2 separate regions of the Mus musculus genome follow, and region 1 is linked to region 2. The links are chromatin contacts, called in public HiChIP or PLAC-seq maps. All regions are on one chromosome and are shown on one strand. Each heading gives the region's core, a stretch centred on a gene start, on an enhancer-like site or on the middle of the called end of the contact. The rest is flanking DNA. Distances are from core to core; before and after follow the strand shown.

Evidence for each region. HiChIP or PLAC-seq counts read pairs in DNA pulled down with a chosen protein or histone mark.
Region 1: an H3K4me3 HiChIP or PLAC-seq map of bone marrow-derived macrophages shows a contact between it and region 2, with 4 times the contacts expected there. The contact joins the promoter of Ppp1r15b here to the promoter of Tmcc2 in region 2. A contact is called at or near these places in 1 of 39 promoter capture datasets (cranial neural crest), 1 of 484 Hi-C or Micro-C datasets (the G1E-ER4 cell line) and 2 of 115 datasets of contacts at active chromatin or transcription factors (bone marrow-derived dendritic cells and bone marrow-derived macrophages).

Annotation. Positions count from the first base shown.
Region 1 is chr1:133,125,780-133,132,691 of GRCm38.p6, forward strand. It overlaps Ppp1r15b (protein phosphatase 1, regulatory subunit 15B), which reads left to right and starts at 5,387. Exons shown (of 2, transcript NM_133819.3): 1 at 5,387-6,912. The coding sequence starts at 5,968.
Region 2 is chr1:132,389,137-132,395,735 of GRCm38.p6, forward strand. It overlaps Tmcc2 (transmembrane and coiled-coil domains 2), which reads right to left and starts at 2,250. Exons shown (of 5, transcript NM_178874.3): 1 at 1,841-2,250. The coding sequence starts at 2,047.

The DNA of each region.
Region 1 (6,912 bases), core at 4,137-6,636, 740 kb after region 2:
CAGGATGGCTCACAATTGGCTGTAACTCCATTGTCATTGAATGAGAATTTGGCGCCCCATTCTGGCCCCCTCAGGCACTGCATGCACATGGCACATGGCTATGCAGGCAAAAGACTCAGACACATAAAATGAAAAAACTTGGAGGAGACTGTATCGAGGATGGTTTTAAACGATATTTTACATTAAAGCATGTTAGCCTAAATAGTTTATTACTGAGGGGAAAATCCCCCCTTCCCTTCTCCCTCTGGCCTCGCTCGCTCTGGCAGCTGCGGTGCGGGGTTGCTCACTCTGGCCCACAGGTTTGGTTTTGTTGTTGTTGTTGTTTGTTTCTCATTAGGGTGGTTGTGAGCCACCACATGGTTGTTAGGAATTGAACTCCTGACCTCCGGAAGAGCAGTCAGTGCTTTTAATCGCTGAGCCATCTCACCAGCCAGAGTGGGGAGGGTGAATCTTGTGTGCTACAGAGAAATGCTAACAAGGTCAGGTTCCTTAACTGAACTGATGGGCTGGGATCTTGGCTGTATAATAAGGTTAAAGGATCAGCTATAGGTGGATTAAGCAGGGAAAAATGAAGTGAGTTTATGTTTTCTCAATGAAGTATGAGGTGGGATTCTAAGCCAAGAACGTGGATTTATGGGGAGGCTGGGAATTGGAAGTGGGAACATTGTGAAGTCATCTGCTCAAGGCCTGGGAAACACTGAATGAATTACTAGGAGATGATGGTAGGCTACCCAGCATTGATGCTGTTAGTGGTCCGGTGTGAATGAAAGCAGTCAGCAAGCTTGAGTGACTTCCCTAGCAAGGCTGCATGCACTGCAGGACAATTGCGCCAGCAAAGGATGTTGGAGTAAGACAGAGGCAAGGGAAAGAAGGGCGGTTGCTTCTGTTTTGTTGAGACAGAGTTTCACTCTGGAGAGACTTTAAACTCACTATGGTACCAGGCAATGGGTCACAATAGAATAAATTAAAGGAATGCCTGTGGTCCCCCTCCCCTTCTCTGAGAGGTTAAGTGGGTGAACAGCATCTGTCATGGGGGCACACTTTTGTAATCGCAGCACTTGGAGGCTGAAGCAGGGAGATGGATGAGTCCAAAGTGCCTGGGCTACTTTGTGAGACTCAGTCTTAAAAAATTAAAAAACTGGGCTAGAGAGATGGCTCAGCAGTTAAGAGCACTTTACTGCTCTTCCAAAGGACCTGAGTTCATATCCCAGCAACCACATGATGGCTCGAAACCATCTGTATAGCTACAGTGTACTCGTTCACATAAGATAAATAAATAAATCTTTAAAAATAAAAATAAAAACTAAACAACAGGGGATAGCGAGATGGCTTAGAGCTTAAGAGCAATGGCTGCATTTCAAGAAGAAGTTCAATTCTCAGCACCCACATGGCAGCTCACAACTGTCTGTAACTCCAGTTGCAGGGGATTCAAAACACATGCAGGCAAAATACCAATGCACATAAAATAAGTAAGTCACTTTTTAAACAAAAGCTAAATAACAACAAAACACACAGAAGAGCTAAATCAGGGGCAAGTGAGTGGGAAAGTTGGGACATGAGGCCTGAACAGTGAGATGTGCGGAATAAGGAAGATTTGGAAAACGCAATCAAATGCCGTGTGCCTTTTAGCCGAGGCCTGGCAACATCTTAAATACAATGAACTAGGCTTTAGTTGTCTTCTGCCAAAGTGCCAGTCAGTCTGTCAGTCCAAGGACGACTTGTCTTCAGCTGCTAGCACGACGCTAAGGTGCTTATCTCTGTGCATAGAGCTGCCCTCTGACCTCTGACCTCTGGCCGGAAGGCTGATTCACCTTTCTCTTCCCACCAAGACTGCCAGAAAAAAACCTCAAATTTTCGCAGCCTTTAAGTGCTTTCTGGATGCATGTTCCTCCCAGAATAACTTCCAAGATAAGAAGAATAAAAAATTACAATGAAAACAGCACAGGGAATAGATACTTGTGTTTATTTTATTTTATTATTGGTTATTTTATTTATTTACATATTAAATGTTGTCCCCCTTCCGGTTTTCCCTCCGCAAACCCTCGATCTCCTCCTCCCTCCCCCCTGCTTCTAGGAGGGTGCTCTTCTACCTGCTCACCCACTCCTACCTCACCTCCCTGGCATTCCTCTGAACTGGTCGGTGGTTTAGTCCCTGGGAGTTCGGGAGGTATATATATATATATCCTCATTTTATGTTGTCTTTAAAAAGAGGGGTGGGGCTAGGAAAATGGCCTAGAACTTGTTACAAGCCTGATGACCTGAGTTTAGCAGCCAGGACCCGCTTGGTAAACGGAGAGAGCCAAAGTCTCACAGACTTTGTCCCGTGCCCTTCACATGTGCACTATGGTTTGAGTTCACACAGTATATACTTAAAATACCCATGTAAGTATAATCTAAAAGTCACTGATTGAGGCTGGGCTTGGCGGTACACGCCTTTGATCCCAGCACTGTGGAGGCAGAGGCAGGAGAATCCTTGTGAATCTGAGGCCAGCCTGGCCTACAGAGTGAGTTCCATGATAGACAAACAAACAAAGGAGCAAGTCATCTAAGTCATGCGTTATGACCTAGAACCAAGACAGAATTTCTGGAATAGCCCCTAGCCATACTGCAGCCATTTTGTTCTACTGTATTTATGTGAAGGACTTTCCAAGCATTGGTGATTATAAAATATCAATCACCTGCCATCATTTACTTAACTAGGAAAGAAACTTATCTCATCAGATGAAGTGTGCTAATCCTTGCGGTATTTATGTATAAATTTATTCTCTTTAAGCTTCTCTAAAAAAATAAATAAACTCATAAATAGACAATCTTGTGGATCTTACAGTATTAAACATTTAGCCAAGCATATGTAAATTTTGTCACATCCATTTATTAGGTTTTTCTTTTATTTTATAATATGTATTTGTTTTGTTTTGTTTTGTCTGCATGCATGACTGTCCACCATATGTATGCTAGAGGAGGCCAGAAGGCCTTGGATCCCCTGGAACTGGAGTTACAGACAGCTGTGAGTAAATCTGTGGGTGTTGGGAATTGAACCCAGGTTCTCTAAAAGAGCATCCAGTGCTTTTAACTGCTGAGCTGTCTTTCTAGCCCTTCATTTTACTAGTATACAAATTTACTTATGCCTTTAATAAATGGTATAACTATAGGTATATAAAATTGTTTTAAACTAAATTTATGAGTCATTATCAGTAAATGTTTGTCTTGTATACCATTACCTGTGATCACATAAAACTGTCTTGGTGAAAAGAGACTGTGGAGAATTTTTAAGACATTCTGACCTAGGGGTTGAGGAGGTGGGGAAAGAGCTTGGGGTACTAGCATGAGACCTGAGGTCAGAGTCTCAGAACAAGGCAAAAACAAGAGACAAAAAAGGCACTGGAACCATGACTTGAGCGATAATTACCTGCTCAGGATCACAGGAAGAGAACACGATAAAAACATATTACACAAATGGAAGAAATTCTGAACTAACGAAACAAACAATTAAAAAGGAATCGCACAGAGATTCTAATGTGTCATTTAAAAACCAACTTAGGGGAACTTTCTACAGAGAACAGTTCCTCCTCATTGGGAAATTGAAACGTTGGTACAGTTCTTTCATTACTGCCTGGACTGGAGGGTACATTTACAGGAAGGGCTGGTGCAAATTGTTAAACGCCACTAAAAGGCGTGAATCAGCCTTGAAAAGGAGCAACAGATTCTGACCCGTAGGGCCATTGAGGCCTCAAGCAGACCTTGACCTTCAAGTTGAAACTGGGAGTGTAAGTAGGTATACACCACAAGAAAAGGTGAGGTCTTTCCTCTAACGCTCGGAGGAAGGACAAGTCCTGTGCTCCAGAGGAGGAGCCGCAGAAGCGAAGGCTGGAGAGCATTCGGGCAGCGCAGGCTGAACAGAGCCTTTCTTTATTTTGTAGGCAGTGGTAAACAATGGAGGATTGTAAAGAAGAACGAGAGCAGAATATTAGCTAGTGTTTGTGTTCCTACCCTCTCTGCCTGGGGATACAGCCCCTCACCCAGCGGTTAGATGATCCTCTCGGCTTCACCCCAAAAGGAACTGAAGCCCGAAGTAACTTATTTGCATACTCGGACCTCCTGCTACTATGAAAAAAACGACTCATTGCTAATTACGTTTTCCTAAAGCTTTTAGGATTAAGAAACCAGTTACTGCCAGACACAAGTAATAAGATGTTGTGGGGGCGTAAACAGTAAAAACTCTTGGTTTCAGGGAAGAAAGAGCTTGTTCCTTGCTCAACAAGTCATGAGGATCAGCTGACCCTCCCCCAGGGCAGCAAGATTCTCCTCCTTAGTGTAACCACTACGCTCTGTGATAGCCACTTGGTCTTTGCATTGTGGATTAAAATGAGAATAAGAAAGTGAACTAAAGACCAGGCATGGTGGTGCATGCCTTTAATCTCTTTGCTGGAGAGGAAGAGACAGAACTAATAAGTTCAAGGCCAGCCTGGTCTACATCGCCAGTTCCAAACAGTCAGGGCTCTGTAGAGAGACCCGGCCTCAAATAAACAAATAAATAGATAAGTAAGAAAAGAAAAAAATAAAAATAAAAAAGGAAGAAAGAAACCAAACTAGTAAGAGATAAATCAGCCAGTACTTGGTTGGAAGGCCGAGGCAGAAAGATTGTGGTTAGTTTGAGGCCAGCCTGAGCTTCATAGTAAAATCTGTTTCAAACAAACAAAATCCTCCCCTTATTACAGTAATTAAAATTAATCAGCCAATATTTTTCAGAGGACAAAAGTCACCAATGTGTTATCCTTCGCCGGATGCTCTACTCTGTGGCTCTTGTTACTGAGGAAATAAGTGAATTGAACGCGCTGTTTCTGAGTTAGTTAACAGTTATCTTCCCACCTGTGACTTCAGCTTGCTAGTAACACCGCGTTTTTCTTTCTGAGGGGTATTTTGTCAAATGGACCCTGAAAGATGTCCAAATTAGATCACAGGCAATGCTAGAGACTTAGAAATCCTAAAGCAGAGGGGACAGGAATGTGTGAGTGATTCAGTTTCACTATGATTCACTAGGGATGATGTGTGTCTTAGCACCAGGCGAGTTGGTTATACAGCACTGCCTACATCGTTTCACTCCAGTCTTCCTACGCCCTTAATAGGAGAAGACCGATACACGTGTCAGATAAGCGGATAATTTGCCTAGCAATCGGATCCATAAAAAAGGGCTCGGGAGAATTCTCGGGTTCTCTTGAAACCCACTCACCTCCCCAGCCATTCCCTTTGACCTAGAGGGTGGGGCGCGGAGTCTCCTAGGAGACCAGAATGAACTGACTGCGCAAGCGTACATCCTAGGTCCGGCTGATGCAACTCGCCGCGTGCGAGCCCCGCTCTACCCCGAGTAAGGAAGCCGACAGGGACCACAGACGCGGCCAATCAGAGGCCACGCACGAGGGTGAGGCAAGTCCGCCTCTCGGGAGGCAAGGGTGGGGGTTCGGCGAATGACGTGAGGCGCCGCTGGGCGGTAGGGAGTAGACGCCCTCGGTCCTCCGTCTCGCCCTGCAGCTTCCGGGTGTGCGGCTGCGGCCATTTTGAGCTTCGCTTCTTTGCGCCCTCGCCTGCCACCCAGCCACCCTTTCCGCCTTGGCGTTTCGCGCCTCCGTGCGGGCCACCGGAAACGCCGCCGTCGTCTCCGTCGCCGCCGCGCGAGGGAGGGTCTTCTCTATGGTGGAGCGATCTCACACGGCCTAGGACGTCTCCTTCCCTAGCCGGGATGGACCTAACCGCGGTCGCCACCGCTTGCGCGGGCCTCTGGGCCGTCCGGTGCAGCACTCGTTGCGGAAGCCGCCGCTCTCTGGGCCTCCTCTGCCGGCGCGGGAATCGGACTGCAGTACCCACTCCGTGGCTGGGCAAGGCGGAGACTGTGTAGACCTCGGATCCAGCCTGCGCTGACGCCGCTGAGCTCTGTCCTCCTCCTGTCTGAGAAGCCGCCAAGGAAAGGAGATGGAGACAGGAACGCACAGGGCCCGGAAGCGGCCTGGCCCTCGGCTGGGCTCCTGGTTCCGGCTGCCCTTCCTTCGGCGATCGCACGCCTGCTCTTCGGAGTTCCCGCCGCCTTCCTCTCGACAAAATCCCGGGAACTCCGCTCTGCCCGAGCGTCGGACCAGGTACTGGACCAAATTGCTTTCTCAGCTCCTTGCCCTGCTCCCTAGCCTATTCCAGAAGCTGCTGCTTTGGAGCCAGCTTTTCGGGGGCCTGATTCCTACCAGATGGCTAGATTTTGCCGCAAGTTACAGCGCCCTGAGAGCTTTGAGAGGACGGGAGGAATCTGCCGCTCCCACGGTGCAGAAGTCTCTGAGTTCACTGCGGCTGGACTCTTCGGAAGACTTGGTTGTCAGTTCTCTTGATTGGCTAGAGGAGGGACTCCAGTGGCAGTGCTCGTCCTCAGACCTGGAGTTAAAACTCAAGGCCCAGGAAAGAGCTTTAGACTCTGCAGCGCCCACTTTCCTCCTGGAGCAGCAGCTGTGGGGAGTGGAGTTGCTGCCCAGTAGCCTTCAAGCTGGTCTAGTCTCCCACCGAGAACTTGACTCTTCATCCTCTGGGCCTCTGAGCGTTCAGAGCTTAGGTAATTTCAAGGTAGTTTCCTATCTCCTGAACCCTTCCTACCTGGACTACCTTCCCCAGTTAGGGCTGCGCTGTCAGAGCAGCGCTGGAGGTGGCCAGTTTGTGGGTTTCCGAACACTAACCCCAGAGAGCTGCTATCTTTCTGAAGATGGTTGTCACCCTCAGCCGTTGCGGGCAGAGATGTCGGCAACCGCCTGGAGAAGGTGTCCGCCTCTCTCTACAGAAGGCCTGCCGGAAATCCACCACCTTCGTATGAAACGGCTAGAATTCCTCCAGGCTAACAAAGGGCAAGAGTTACCCACCCCTGACCAAGATAATGGCTAT
Region 2 (6,599 bases), core at 1,000-3,499:
AGTTTAGCCACACTCCAATATCCCTTGTTCCTTTCTTCAGAAAAGTTAAGTGACATGTCACATTTTGGTAGCCCTGAGTCACATCTGGTAGAGAGGTCTCTGTCCTGCAGTAAACATGTTGTGATGAGACAGACAGAGATAAACAGGCAAGTGCTCTGTGAGTCTCCCCGTGCTTGCATAAGCTTGGATCCACACTGCCTGGGCTATATAGAAGTGTGTGTGTGTGTGTGTGTGTGTGTGTGTGTGTGTGTGTAAGGGTCCTCAATTCTCAATTCCTCCTCAGGACGGCTCAGCGGTTAACATATTGTAGTCAAGTGCAGTGCTATCGCTCTATCTGCCCCTGTTCAAAATGAATGTCATCAAAAAAGATGACACAGGAGGGTACAGACAAGGAGCCTTGGGCAGCTTTATAGACACAGAAACTACAGCCCCCTTAGCACAGCCAGCAGAGGGAGGTCGAAAGGTCACCCCCTGTTCCTCTCGGCAGCATTAAAGGGACTTACCATCTCAGTTAAAACAAAAAACATGTCACTTGGGGGAGGGAGTGACACTTCTTGGAGCCTGAGGGAATCACAAGCTTTGTGAAGAAAGCCTAGGTGTTCAACTAGTCCATCATTACACATAAGGTGGGTGGAAAGAGGTCAGGTTTGCAAAACTTCCACAAAAATTTAAAAGTCCCACAAGGAGTGAGTGGGCTCTCTTCCCCAAGGGACAACACACACACACACACACACACACACACACATAAAGCACACATGCACTCACCTGGCTTCCTGACTTTGAGCTGCTCAGACCAAAGAAGGAATGTCATTAGCTTATTCTAGTGAGCTCCTCCGGGGCCCACAGCCATTTGGACAAGGCTTTAACCTAACGGGAGGCCTTTCTGCTCCCCTATCCCAGACCCTGCACCCTTTCCGGAGAAAATTTCCAAGGCATCAATCCCCAAGGCATTTAAGTTCCTTCCGGGAGCTGACATCTCTCTCAGCCCAGTTGTGAGCTGGCCTAAGGAGCCTGAGCTGGCAGTCCCGATGGTAACTCCAGCAAAGGCGCATTATTTATCCTGGCTGCTGCTGTAATTGATACAGAGATGTATTCAATACAGCTCGCCAATAGTCTGGAAGACCTCGGGCTGGAAAATAAACAGCTCCATGTGAACGGTCCTTTCCAATTCTGGTTCTAGCTGCCGGCTCAGCATGTGTGCAACTTGAACCGAGGCCCCAATCAGCCCAGGCTCTGCCCTGCCACCTGTCAGTTCTCCACCCTGGGGGTTGGTTCAGGAGGCAGAGAGGGATCTCCAAGCACTAGCTTAACCTCTGGCTCCACCTAACGGCAAGACATCTACACCCCCCTTTCATAGATGGACAAACTGAGCTTCGTTCAGGAAGATGCTCAAAAAAAAAAAAAAAAAAAAAAATCCGCACTCGGAGGAGGCTAATTGGCATAGGAAGGTAACGGTCACCTATTTAGCTTCCCAAGCTACAATCTTCTTCTCTAGCCTTCCTACAGAAGGGAGAGTACTGTGAACTTTCTAAGTTAGCATCTTAGATCTCGCCAGCCCTTTGTCTGCAAAATAGGGTTTCACACACGTTCTTCAAACAATCTCAGATGAGTGAGTCATTAGAACGTTTGCTGAATAATGAAGAACACAGAGGACTGAGATGGAGCTGATAGACAGGAACAAATGGTGCCTAGCTTCCCCCTCCGAACCTAGCCGAACATCATTCATCCTCTCTGACCTTTGCGAGCTTCCCCATCACTTTTATTCGGTTAAGACACTTCTGCGAGGGGTGGGGGAAGCTACGTGGCGGGCTGGGCTTGCCTGGAGACGGTCTGCGCTCACCTTTAAATCAGGAGGCTTGCTTCGGGGACCCGGGTTGGGTGCCACCGCAGCGCCAGCATCTGAAGTTGGCCCGCCAGCGGAGTTAGCACTCGAGGCCTCCCCATGCCGGAGGTCCGCGCCTGGCAGAAGGCAAGCAGCGTCTTCCATCCCAGCCCCATCCTCCTCGCCCTGCTGTTGCTGCAGCTCGTCCGATTTGCACCTCTTCATGGTGTAAGTGGGTCGGCAAGGGGAATCTGTCCTTCTAGCGTGCTATCTTGGGGAGAGACCGCACCCCCCTCTTGCACTCAAAAGACCTGGGGTTTAAATTATGGACGAGGGGAGTAGGCAGATCACGAGTTCTTGAATTTAAGAAATTATCTTTTTAAAGGAGGATGAGGGAGGGGCGAAGAGGGGGAGCCTTAGGATAGTTCATTCCGACCTGGGGAGCGGAGGCAGGTCGCGGGCGAAGCCGGGCTGCAGCGGTCCTTAGGCAGTCACTGGCGCGGGAGGGGGGCCGCTCCCGACCCCCAAACTTTCTGCCTCAGGGCCCCGCAGGGCGGCGGGGAGCTGGACCACACCGCGCATCCCCGCCCGCAGGCCGGACTGCTGGGCCAGGCAGGGCACGCGGGAGCCGGCCGGGCGGGTCCCATAGGGCCGCCCTGGGCACCCGGCCCCGCCGCCGCCCGCCGCCCGCCGCCGCCCCGCATGGGCCTGCCTCCTCCCGCCCCGCGCCCCGCTCCTCGTCAGCAGCCGCGCAAGGCTGCGGCCACAGCCCGCCGCGAGCGCGGCCTACCCCGCCCGGGCCTCCGCCCGCCAGCGCCAGGGCGAGGCGAGCGCAGATGGCGCCGCCCGCCAATGGGAAGGCCGGAGGGCTGCGCAACGGCGCGCGGACACCGCTGTAGGCTTGGTTGCACCGCGCGTCCCCCGGGAGGGTCTGGAGGGCTGAGGCTGTGTTGGAGCTCAGCTCTGTGCCGGCTTTGGAGCCACCTCTCCCAGGCTAGGCCTTCACGATCACCCCGCCCATTCGCTTTGTTGGGGGACACATTAAGTGTTTATCATCACTCCCCTAACTCTGCACCTTATATTATATGCATCCCTTCAGTTAGAGACAAGCTAGTCCCTTCTAGAATAGGTGGTTTGGGTCGCAAACCCATGCCTACCTTCATAGCTACAAAAGCAAAGGAGAGGGACTGTTCTGCTACATCCCCTCTTTCTCTGTTTTAAATACACATCTCATAAGAACGCAGGCTTTATGTTTAGAAACTCAGTGCCCAAATACATGCTCACCAGAAGCAGCTTTTTAAAAGGAATGGGTATTAATGGTAGGTATTAATGATATGTACTGAAGACTGGAAAAAGAATGTTACATTTGCCCCATACTATTGCTAAGCAGTTTGGAAGATGAGAGCAGATGGAGCTACCAAAAAATGGAGAGTAGTAGTATTCTACTCTATTAATTCCTATTCGTTCTGCAAACTGTATGCCTTCTTTGGCATGGATGGGTTGCCCTTATTCAGCATCCAGTAGTTCTTAAGGCATAGACTGGACCCTGCATCATCACCATCGTAGTCATCATCATCATCACCACCACCAGGGAACCAGACAGAAATACGAATTCCTGGATACAACTAAATCAGAAGTCATGGACCCAAAGATCCATGTTTCACAAGCCCGTCGGGTAATTCTCACACAAGGTAACATCTGAGAAACACAGGCCTGGGCTACTGTAAAAGGCTGCGCCTCCCCCTGTGAGTCACAGAGCTTTCTCTGAAGGATTTTACAGTTTGCCAGTCTCTTTCACACTCACCAAACCCTTCTTGCCTCACTTCGGTCCCACTAGTCTGTGAGTTTCCTAACTCTGTTAAGCCTTTCCCCCATTCCAGTCCCTTATTTTGATGTGTATCCTAAAAGAGACCAAGTTGTTAAGAATTTACTCTATTCAGGGAGCCACTTTCTAAACTAAGCTGCTCTGTTTTTAGAAGATGGGAATTTAGAATGGGCTGGGAATGCAAAAACACTCTACCTCCCCACCCCATATCCACTACACGGTATCAGGCACAGTTTGGGAATGCAAAGCTATAAGCCTTTTGGATTTTCAATGTTGAGGAATGGCAGAGTGCCAGAGCCAGAGCAGATCGTGGGCAGGGACTAGACAAGCTGGGGGGGGGGCGTGGAGAGCAGATTCCCTCGGTACATGGTACAAAGGAGAGAAACACACTGCTCTCTGCCTGGGCTGAGAGAGGAACGTGTAGAGGCCCCTAAAGCATGAGCAAGTCTTGGGTGGCAATGGGTTTGGAACACACAGTGGGCCCTTCTTGACTCCAAGCTAAAGAAGAGCAGAAGGGGTTCTTCGAGAATCCTTCAAGAATGGGGCTGGAGATATGGCTCAGCAGTTAAGAGCACTGGGCTCTCCTCCAGAGGTCCTGGGTTCGAAATAGCAGTGCCCAAATAGCAGCTAACAACTTCCGTCCCAGGGAACCTAACATTTTCTCTGACCACTTCTTCCAGGCTGCCTGAGCATTAAACATCAGGCACACACGTGGTGCATAGTCATACATGTGGGCAAAGCACTTGTACATATGAAAATACAGTAAATAAATTCATAACAGAAAATTAAATAACCCCTAGGAAGCAGAAAACATCATAATTTTTACTTATGCTTCATTTCTATAACAAATCGATGATCATCCAAGTTTGATTTTGAGGCAGTGCTTCACTATGAATAGCTCAGGGTAGCCTCTAAATTGTAATCTCCCTGAATCAGCCTCTGAGGGTTGAAATTAGAAGCATCTGGCTTAGGTTTGATTTTTAAAATAGTATTATGTATTTATTATGTCTGTGTTAGCCAGGGTTCTCAAGAGTCATAGAACTTGTGGAATGTTCTTAAGGGAATGTAGTGGAATGACTTACAGTCTACAATCCAACTAACCCAACAATGGTCAGCGGTGAATAGGAAGTCCAAGAATCTGGTAGTTGCTCAGTCCCAGGAGGATGGTTGCTTCAGCTTGTCTTCTGTATAAGCTGGAATCCTGAAGAAGTAGGCTCCAGCAGATGTGCTGGCAAGTAAGTGCAAGCAGATGATGAAGAGTGAGTCTTCTGTCTTCCAACCTTATGGAGCCTTCAGGAGGAGGAATGGTGTGCCACCACGCCTGGATTTGGAATTTGCTCTGTCTCAGGCTGGCCTTGAACTCAGAGACCTGCTTTCCTCAGTCTTCTGGGATTAAAGGCTTGTACCACATTGCATGAACCTAAGCTTTTCATGGCCACTATGCCTCAAGATCTGAATCAAAGGTGTGTGTCATCCCATGTTGAGATCTGGGTCAGAAATTTTTGTCTTCCAGCCTCAAGATCTGGATCACAGGTGTGCCCTCCAGCTCTGGGTTATAGTTCATTCCGGATGTAGTTAAGTTGACAGCCAGGAATAGCCATAACAATGTCCAAGGTGTGAAATACATCAACAGGAAGTCTTTGGTGTGTTTCATAAAAATCCTCTTTGTTTTCCTTCTTTTCAGGGTGAGCTACTGGGACTTGAACCCAGAGATTCACACATATTAAGCATATGTTCTACCACTAAACTACACCTCCATCCCTAATCCGTGTCCAAGTTTCTTAGTTATTTGGAAATTGGGGTAATGGCTATCTACCTCTTAGAGTGTTGAGTAATATATATAAAGTATCTAGACACTGCGTGGCACAAGGTTTCAGGCTATGACCTCTATCATAGATGTCATCCATAGAATTCAAATAGATCTCAACCATTTCTGAAAGGGACGTACAATCAGTCAATCAATCAATCAATCAATCAATCAATCTACTTCAAAGGAAGTTTAGGAGTGACATCATTGAAGAGACCTAAATGACCCGTAGCAGCTGGGTTGAAGCAAGTGACAGATTTTCATTAGCCATACAACACAAGCAACCTGAGATCCATACAACTTGGAAGCATTTTGCTGATTGAAATTCTGCTTTAAAGGATTGGATTGATGGTCTTCCTATTGTTCTCTGTTGCTTTGAGAAAACACAAGCGCAAATTATATATTTATACTTAAGGTAGGACAAACCTTTGCAGACTTACAAAGCAAGAGGCTATGTTTGGTATATAGGAGTAGAATATCTCATTTTGTTTTGGTACATCTATTTATTATAACTAAGTATGGTATAGTGGGAAGCCTGTTAGTCATGTCAAATGTATTATAATTTTACTTATTCACTTTACACCCCACTCATTGCCCCCTCCTGGTTACCCCTGCCCACAATTCTTCCCTTGGTCCCTCCCTTTTTCCTCTGAGCATGTGGGGACCCCCTGGATATTCCCCAACCCTGGCCCATCAAGTCTCTGTGAGGCTAGGTGCATCCTCTCCTGAGGCCAGACACAGCAGCCCAACTAGAAAAACATACCCCATGTATAGGCAACAACTTTTGGGACAGCCCCGACTCCAATTGTTAGGGACCCACATGAAGACCAAGCTGCACACCTGCATATGTTCTTTGGTTGGTGGCTCAGACTCTAAGAGTCCCAAAGGTCCAGGTTAGTTGACTCTGTTGGTCTTCCTGTGAGTTCCTATCCCCTGAAGGGCATATCCAAAACTTTATGTGAGAATTCTGATTCTGAGACAGCCAAATCGATGAACCTATGTTCTCAACTGTAAGTGAACAGGGTCAGCCATATGCATGGCTCTTCGCATTGCTATTGTGAGGAGTCAAGTGAATGAATCTCTGACATGCCTGTGCCGAACACATGACTGGCGTCAGTAAAGCTGAATGAAGGGAGCGATGTGTT